Linked DNA regions of Gossypium hirsutum: region 1 is linked to region 2. Evidence: chromatin contacts called from public Hi-C data. All regions are on one chromosome and are shown on one strand. Each heading gives the region's core, a stretch centred on a gene start, on an enhancer-like site or on the middle of the called end of the contact. The rest is flanking DNA. Distances are from core to core; before and after follow the strand shown. Region 1 has its middle 18 kb from the start of LOC107954648. Region 2 has its middle 12 kb from the start of LOC107956742.

The links. Hi-C and Micro-C count contacts between places; a contact is called where the count stands out from the background.
Region 1: a contact with region 2 is called in a Hi-C map of hypocotyl, with 1.8 times the contacts expected there. The contact joins two enhancer-like sites. A contact is called at or near these places in 3 of 34 Hi-C or Micro-C datasets (hypocotyl, leaf and petal).

What each region holds. Positions count from the first base shown.
Region 1 is chrD07:29,238,693-29,243,667 of Gossypium_hirsutum_v2.1, forward strand. No RefSeq gene overlaps it. Among protein-coding and RNA genes, the nearest start is that of LOC107954648, 18 kb to the left of the region's middle. Within about 2 kb of position 2,464, at least 2 of the 9 cell types and tissues checked have an H3K27ac peak or open chromatin away from gene starts, as enhancers often do. A contact at or near this core is called in hypocotyl and leaf, where this site is marked.
Region 2 is chrD07:29,195,544-29,200,528 of Gossypium_hirsutum_v2.1, forward strand. No RefSeq gene overlaps it. Among protein-coding and RNA genes, the nearest start is that of LOC107956742, 12 kb to the left of the region's middle. Within about 2 kb of position 3,653, at least 9 of the 9 cell types and tissues checked have an H3K27ac peak or open chromatin away from gene starts, as enhancers often do. A contact at or near this core is called in hypocotyl and leaf, where this site is marked.

The DNA of each region.
Region 1 (4,975 bases), core at 1,214-3,713, 42 kb after region 2:
TTGTCTTTCATATTTTCCATTAATAGCTAAATTGTGACAAGCAAATATTAGGTCATTGATTGTCTAAGTTCATATTGATGATAAATGGCACTGTAAGAAAGTTTATATTGCGAGAAAGAAAACTTACTTCAGTAGATAATTTGAACGAGTCCATAATCCTATAAAAGAATCAAAATGAGCATTTGATTTAAATATTAAGAAGGATTATTATGTCATCTACAATTTCAATTGAGGAGATGGCTAGTCTTGGCTATCGGAGCAGTTGATTCCACAGGCAAAGACATAAATGTATTCATTGGTAAAATGATATATTGGGCTGAACCCAAGTTTAATTAATTTTGAATTTGTTTGTGAATTAATTCACTTGTGATGTTCATGGTGTGATTTACCTAAATCCTGAGTTAGTCATTGACCATGCACATGTAACTCATGTGCTTTGATATAAGTGGAGACTTATACTTTAAAGATGATCAAGCCAATGGGTACATCTTGTGGATGACATGGCTTTACTAGCAACAGCAGAATTCATAGCTCAATTAAAGAGTTAATGATATCCTCTCATAGACATTGTGTGGATTGATAAATATGGAACGTCGCCATGAGTTGCTTATTCTCGAATGAGCAATTTATCACGATCATTTGTTGAAAGGGATCATATTAATCATTAAAAAGATAAAAATGGTGACAATGAGATAAAATAGAATTGTATTGAGTGAACAGATTTAACTTAAAGTAACATACACATGATGATGTCATTAGACAAAGCAGTTGGATGAATTGCTTTTGTAATGAGTATACGGTAAAGAGTTTTCAATCATGGTACTTTTGTGGACTGAATCCATGATTAAGTAATTGCGAATTATCAAAACGATGCTTCCAGACATAGTTGAAATTACTAGAGCCTAATTGTATATGTTCGATTGGTCCTTCTGCTAGTTTAATAAAAGCTCGATCAGACTGTATTTGAATCAAAAGAAAATTCTACGACTTTGAAAATAATTTAATTGAGTTGATTTATTTGATATGGAATTAAATTGGGCGGTCGTAAGAATTGTTCAACTAGAGAATTTGATTAAAGAATTTTCTTGAAAATTAATTCGGAAAATCTAAGTAATTTTAGGAAAAATTAATTTTGATAAAGTAAAATTAAATTACTTAAAATTATTAAAATTAATATGATATTTTTGGGAATTAATTTTCAAGTAAAATAATTGACCTAATAGATAATTGAACTTGAAAATTGGACCTGAGATTGTAAATTGGGCCCGGGAGCCTAAAACCGAGACTAAGACCCAAAAATTGGTCGAACCGGGTCTAGTATGTGAAACCAGGTCGATAGTCCAATTGGTCGCTAGATTGGATCGGTTGGGACATCACTAGCTCAGACCAAACTGGTAGCAACCGAATCAGCTCAGGGTGCCGGCAACTGGGTCATTATTTGACGAACACTTGAGTTCAAAAGAAAGTTATAGAGAGAAAATTATCTGAAGAAATTATTTTAGAAAATTTCTAAAGATATTTTTCTTATTTACAACTTGACCCAAAAGTTTAGAGAAATTTTAAAATTACCGCATTGGTAGCTTTTGTGAAAAATTTTCTAATTCAAAGCGAGCCCACACTCGGTAGACGCGAGCGTGAGGATAGTGGAGAAGACTACTTAGTCGAATCATTCATCCTAGACGAATCGAAAATGTACAATTTTGATTAAGTGTTTATTACTTTAGATATCATAACCAAGTTCTTGTTTTGGTAATATTTTTAAAACTTTGATTTTTCCTTAAATTTATTTTCTGCTGCCTTTTCCAAACCTGATTTTCCAACACAAATTCCTTCGGCAAACCTATTAGCCTCAAACGGAAAGGAATTAAGATATTTGATTTTTGTAATAATACCATTTGTCTTAGCACCACTAATCCGAGTTTCAATTAAACAAATCAACTCTGGAGAAAATTCTTTCCTATACTCATTCACAATATTATTGGACCTGGGATGCCCAACCCCTTGACAATTCCAACAAAATGTCTTTGTGTCCATAATTAAATAAATAATCATAAAAGACAAAACCTAGAAACAATCAAGTATTTTAGCAGCTAACTTTATCTCTACAGTCACTCTTGGTATCTATAACTTCTTCCTTACTCGGGTCGTCGTTCTCTTTATAAGCGCCATTAGGAACCTGTTCAAAACTATGAACCAAGCCCTGCATTGCCACTTCCAAATCCTTATTGTCATTTAGAAGCCTACTTGCAACAATATTCGGTGGCTTATCATGCTGCTCATTCCCAACATCTCTAATTTTCTGTACACTATTTTGAGAGGCCCTACTTGATTCCTCAAAATTAAAAACCCACATTCTCATTCCCTTTAACCACTTTAGAAATTTGCCTCTCCTCCACACACACTGTCTTATGTTTGTCTTTGTTCAAATTAGAAGGAACACTGATGAGCTGGACAAATAACTTTTCCCCATGACCCATATCCATTTTTGGTCCCATCTTTGAGCCATCATCAAAAGCCACATGGTCTTTTGTGGCCTTAAAACCCAATTTCTCATTAGTAGGCTTTAAAGCCTTAAAACCTTTTTTCCAGCCTAGATCCAATCATAGCTCCTTTCCCTTTGGCTCGCTGACCTAAATTAAAATCCTTAGAAATTCCTTTACGTTTTTTAATCCCAAAATTCTCCACTACTCCCATCACCATCTCCTAGTTTATCTTATTACCCATTTGTTCAATATTTTCCCCCAATATCCACGCCAAAACTCACCCCCTTATCCCCTCCATATCCCATACCATATTTTTCCTCGTTAATCGCAACGCAAATCTGTAAACTCTAAATTATATAGGGTTTTTCTAGTCATTTTTACCACCTTTTTACTTAATAATGATACTAATCTCGAGTATTTGTTATGTAACACCCTTAACATGTATTCGTCGCTAAAATAGGATTACGAGGCATTACCGGACCCGACACAACTTCTGAACTATTGCATGTATATAGACGTAATCATGGTAAAATCTCTTAAACCTAACCAACTTTAAAATATTTCATGACACTAAATTAATATATATTCGTATTCATTTAATACATAAACAAAGTATCAAAATAACACTTCCCCATATAAGCTATGCGCATATCAAAATAAACAATTTTATTAATTACAATATACATATAAAACGAGTGAGTCAAACCATAACATATGACCATATCACAATCGGTACATTACTATTGTTTAGCCTTTTTGTTCAATGCTTAGCCAAAACATAAATGAAAATATACCATAATAATGATTCAATTATGAGAAAATGTTTATACCCAAACAGACATCAACTTTCCAATAATACGAGTCTATTTTGCTAAATTACCTTACATCATTGTTGATCACATCTTTTAAATCCGTAATCTAATACATACACATATGCCCAAATATGTCATTTATTAATTTACTACCTTACTAAGCCGTATCCTAGTCATTTTCAAATATAAATCAAACACTTATCATTTACATGCAAAGACATCTCATAAAACATAATCATTATATATAAAACAAATCTACTAATGCATTACATGCCAAAACCGAACCTATATATATATGTATAAATGATATTAATCCTGTAACATATCATAGGTCACTTATAAAACTAATTTCGTAAACAAGACTCATTATACCAATTACCAATTCTAATTACAATATGTATATCAATTTAAGTATAATACCATAGCAATAATCCACACTTAACAAATATAAGAAAAATTAACGTTAACATATAACTGGACATTTAGTTCCATGATTTAAACACCACTACCAAAACACAAGGTAATTTATAGTCATCAATAAGAACTCATTCATCAATTATACCTAACTCACTTAAAATGAAACTATAACAAACCATAATTGCAAATCATGCCAACCTTCAAGACTATATCATCTTGCATATACCAAATACGTCATATACCTATAATATACCTATTGCTTTTGAAAGAGGCTTAAACTATAACTGAATTACATCACCATCAACAATATGTCGAACACATCACACATATATAAATACCATAACCGAAATTTGCTTAAACTTAAGCATTATATCTAGCCATTTTCGCATGGCTTAATATTTACAAATTCAAAACTAACCCAAAACACTAGCTAGCCTATACATGCCATAAGTGTAAGGTTCAACTTTTTAAAATGCCAAATTAGCGATCAATAGTATATTAGATTACTCTGACGATCCTCGAGCTCGTAACTTGATTCCAAAACTATAAAACAACGAACAAACACACACACAGTAAGCTTGAATAGCTTAGTAAGTCATAAGAAAATAAATCATTTCAAAGATATCTAATATAATTTAACTAGGCCAAATCAAGTAGACCTTAATCACATCTACATTTATCATACTAGCGAATTCATATAACATCACAAAATATTAGTAATTTAACATCATCTGACCGAGTGCACATATACTCATAAGCACACATTACTCTCACTTTTAATATCACATATACATTATTTAGCCGAATATGAGCATTCATGTAAATACATATAATTCACTTTATATCATGTATAATTTATATCACCATTTCAAATACCAAGCTTACCTTATTTTTATTAACATTGAACTTAACACTTACTTGACCTTTTTAGCTCGATTTCACAATCAATCATAACTTGATAATGTCTGCTGAACCATTCGAAATTGAATAGAATACTCGAATAATCATATTTATCGTACAATGCCAATTTCCCATAAGTGGTTTTACATGTAACCCCGTAGCGATATCGCTGTCCCACACAGGGTCTTACTCACAATTACAAATTGATGCCGCTGTCCCACACAGGGTCTTACACAATAACACTTATCGAAATTCCTTTGGTTCACTCAGGACTTTCGTACGTCGCATTTCGATCGAATCAAACTTATACATATTATTTCCATATAAATATACATTCGGCTATCTCATATTTATATGCATATA
Region 2 (4,985 bases), core at 2,403-4,902:
TCTACAAATAAAAAATGTGAGATAGGTAGCCCTTATTGAGAAAGTCGTATTGGGTTCCACTTACCCACCGAAATAGTTGAATGAATCGAATGACCAAGCAATTCCATGCAAAGCACAAAAAGATAGGGAGAGAGCAGACACCCTTGTCTAATACCTCTAGCAGGTCTGAATTTAGACAAAAGGACACCATTCTACATAACCTGCATAGTAAAATTCGAAATAGAAGACATAATAACTTTACTGAGATACAAAGGAATACCTGCAGCTTGGAGAGAAACATGAATAAAGTACCATCTCACTCTATCATAGGCTTTCTCCAGATCGATTTTAATCGTCACCCACTTCCTTTTTTTCTGACATCTCATAGAGTGAATTACCTCTTAAGCGATGATAATGTTGTCAATTATGTTCCTACCTACAATAAAGCCAACCTGTTCTTGCGCAATAATTTTTGGGAAAACATACTTAAAACGGTTAACAATTACCTTCATTACTAGCTTATAAAAGACAGGACAGAGGCTTATTGGACGAAACTGTCCAAAGTCTTCTGGATTTACCACCTTAGGAATGAGAACGATCAGGGTATTATTTAATTCAGCCTCAATAGAACCCCCATTGAACACCTTTCTGACCCAATCACAAACTGTCCCCCCAAATTTACTCCACTGATTCTGAAAAAAGAGGGCGTGAAATTCGTCACTTCCCGGAGCTTTAAGAGGAGCCATATCAAAAAGAGCATCCTTAATTTCATCATTAGTAATCGGCTTCCCCAAAAAATTAATATCATCACGCTCCAGCTGAGGAAACTTACTAGGAGGAAAAACACCAATAGCACCAGGACGTTCCCCATAGAGCTTTTGGAAAAAAGTATTCGCCTCAGCCCCAATAGCTTCCGGGTCAAAAATCCAATCCTCATCGTTATTCCAAATAGCAGCTATGTGGTTACTTTTCCTTCTTTGCAAAGTTCGAAAATGGAAGAACTTTGTGTTACGGTTACCCAAGTGCAGCCAATCACATCTCGCTTTTTGCTTCCAAAGGAGTTCTTCATGATGTAGAACATACCCAAGCTCTTGTCTAAGATTCAAATCCACCTGAGCTAACCGATTCGAACTAGAGAATCCATTCTACTCTGAACATTAGCAATTTTACGAGCAAGGTGTCTTTTTTTGGTAGTGATATGCCCGTAAACCTGCTTATTCCACTCTTTTAAATTAACAGTAAGCTTGGCTAAGGAATCAGCCATGTCTCCAGTGAAAACCTAATTAACATTCATAAAATCATTTAAATCAGGATGTTCAGTCCAACCTGCCAAGAACCAAAAAGGTCTCCCTCTAAGTAAAGTAACCTTCGAATTTTGATTCAGAATAAGAGGACGGTGGTCAGACTTGATCTTAGGTAAGTGAGTAACCAAACTATTAAGGAAATCACGAATCCAAACTTCATTACCCAACGCGCAATTTAACCTTTCAAAAAGCGCACCTAGATGCCATGTAAAAGGAGATCCTCTAAAACCCAAATCGTGCAACTCGGCTTTCTCCACAAAATCTCTAAATTGGGGACATCTCCTTCCATTAGTAAGACCACCAAACTTTTCAGAATAAGATAGACTTGCGTTGAAATCACCAATAGCAATCCATGGAATATGACCTGACGAGATCAAAGACCTTAAGACATCCCAAAGATCTTTATGTTTTTGTCGATTGGGGCTAGCATAAACAAAATAAATAAAAAAACGGAGGTGTAAAGGACATTTGCCAAACTTTAGTTAGAATAAATTGAGGATGACTACGACCCACCTTGACACAGATGGAATCTTTCCAACCAAGCCAGATACCTCTAGAGTAACCAATCGCCTCAACTCGATAGGTGTCCTGAAAACCTAACTTTGCAATAATGCTATCAACTTTAGCTCCACTGACTCTTGTCTCAAGCAAACAAACTATATTTGGTTTATGTTCCAAATTATATTCCCGAAAAATTCGATGGAATTTAACATTGGCACAACCCTGGCAATTCCAAGAAAAAATTGTAAAATTCATAATAAAAAACAAAAGGCTAGAAATCATACCATTATTGCTGAGGGACTAAGGCTTAGTTTGGATGGGCGGTGTGTTTAGCTCCGGTGAGGTTAAAAACAACGATGGCGGTGAGATTAGGTCCTGTAGCGGTGAGATTGGATAATGTAGCAGTGAGATTAGAAACAGCGGTGGAGTGTGTGTTTGGATTCAAACGCAGCTGTAGCGGTGAGGTGAAAATAGAAAATAACTTTTAAGGACATTAGATTAAAAATGATATATCATAGAAGTTTTTAAAATTATTTAACAATTACAAAATTAATAAATTATTAAAAATTATTATTAAATATAATTTAATAAAAATATATAATTTAATAAAATATATTAAATTTACAAAAATTCAATCACAGCTTAAAAATTACATGAAAATAACAACTTAATTATTATTTTTTAAAACAAAAAAAGTTTGCTTAAATAATCCAATTAAATTTTTATCTCCTGATTAAAAAACAAATCATTCCTCTATGAAACAGGGAAACGAAGCAAAAAGAGAGTTACGATCTTCCTAAATTTCACTTTCAATGAAGTTGAACTAAATTTAGTTATTTAATTCATCATTCTACATATCTTTTAAGCAGAAACAAAACAAAAAAAAAATCATATATCTATCTCTAAACTTATTGTGTAAGCGAGCAAACAGAGGTTATAGAGCAAACCAAGGGGAAGGGGAAAGGGAAGGGGAAGGGGAAAGGGGAGAAGAAGAGTAACCAAAGATTAGAAGAAACAAAAGAAATAATATGAGTAAAAGAGGAAAAGAAAAAGTAACTGGAGTTGCTAAATTTTTACTGGACCAACAATCTCTCAAAGGAGCCCTAAATCCCCATCAATGTTTAAACTTGCGGCTCTCGAATCATCAAGAACATTTTGACTGGGATTTTGAGTAGAAAGAATAGTCGTCATCACCTCCATGGACTCTGTTAAAGGAATTCGTGCACTACCAGAAGATTTAAAACGATTCCCATGTCCCCAAAGAGCATTTGAATTCTTGTGGCTACCACAAATTTTATTATTTTTTATGTCACCCTTTCTATTTATAAAACCGGATTTGTCCACATCCGAACCTGAAACTAAAGCCAAACTCGGCTTCTCCGCTGACCGATTTCCAGATTTAGCATGTTGATCGGAAATAATATTTTTCTTAAAAGACACCGCAGAATATTTCCCGGGATCGAGGACGCCTTCGGAAATTTGGATTTCGACTCCTTCAGACACTTCGAAAGCTGGGTTAAAATGAGCCTTAACCCTTTCTAAATAACCAGACCCGAAACACCAAAATTCAAAGAATTTTGGTTATCACCTTCCGCGCCCAATCCAGTAATTTTAGAATTATCCTGCTCACTACCTGCACGTGCACAAGAAAAAGAAATATTAGCATTTGATTTGAAAATTGGGCCCTCATTGCTCTTACCGTTATTCTCCAATTCCATAGGCCTTTTTCCCAAAAATTTATCCAAGCTAATTTAGTATTCTGGCCCAAATCATTTGCTCCCAAGCTGTCCAAAGAAAAACTCTTAGCAGGCCCTAAAAGGTCTCCACGGCCCGAAGCACTCCTACGGCCTGCTTCAAAATAAGGCCCAGATTTCTTTTTAACACCCATATTAAACCTACCCTTATGACCCTCATCGCCGACAGCCCCTCTCTCCCTCACTTTCTCCTGCGAAAAATCTCCATTAGCCACCCTCAAATCACTCCCCAAATCTCCAACCTGATTAAACGCCGAAAAACTAGATCCAAAAGAATCATTTCCAGATTTTTTTCGCGCCGCTAGCCTGATGAACGCGTTGGCCACGCCTCGCCTTTCGTTCCACCAACATCCATGGTCCGAACTCCGGCCTCTTATCACCAACATCCACTGAAACCGGACACATATATAATAACGCAAATATGTTAGAATCATATCTCTTACAACAAAAAAACAATAAAGAAAAGACAGAAAGAAAGAAAGAAACAATCAACTATCATTATCAAAAGAGAGAATAAGCAACAACAAAGTGGAAAAAGAAGCCATAATAGACTTGAATAGCATATGAAAATAACATTTATGAAGTCGCCTCATTTATGAAAAATCTATACAACAAAAAACTTAAAATGTTATTCCTTAATAGCTAATAGAAAAGAATTTATTTCTTAATTCAAAAGAAAAGAAGAAGAGAATTTTGTTTCTATAACTTTTGAAAAAAGATAAAATTTGTGTTTATTATTTTCTCATGTTTAAGTTATTATAAGGATATATATATAAAAAAATTAGGTTTTGCGTTTGCATTATTTTTATATATAAAATTATTATAATTTTTTCACATTTACAATTTATTTTGTGTTGATTCTAACACATTTTATCTTTATGTTGTGCTCATGAAAATTTTTGCAACATTTTTATGTTCATACTATTATTCGTGTAACTTAAATAGGTAAATTTACAAATAAATTTCTTATGTTAAGTTAGCTTATTTCATACCAGTTTTGACATATTCATATATTCATATTATATGATAATTATATAGTTTGTTAGAGTGATTCAATATAAAAATAATAATAATGTGTTCATATCTTGTGTATTCATTTCATATTTAATAACTAGTTGTTATAGTAATTTCATTTAGAGAGAAAAAATAAATAAATGTTTGTACTATTTTTGCGTTATCTTGTGTTGCAAATTTTAGAAATTTTTAATAAGGTAACTCTGGAAATTTGTATATGTATATAAATATATTATGGGTTAGTATTTTTTTTTATTCTACAAGTAATCTTAAAAGTTTTATCATATGTGTTTTCTTTTAAAGATTTATTTTTTAATATTATACTATACCCTATAGTACATTTACCAATCTCTAATCCTGTTTGTGGAGTCTAAAAACTCTTTTAAAAATGTATCAAATATTATTCTATATATTATTACTTAAAATTGAATAA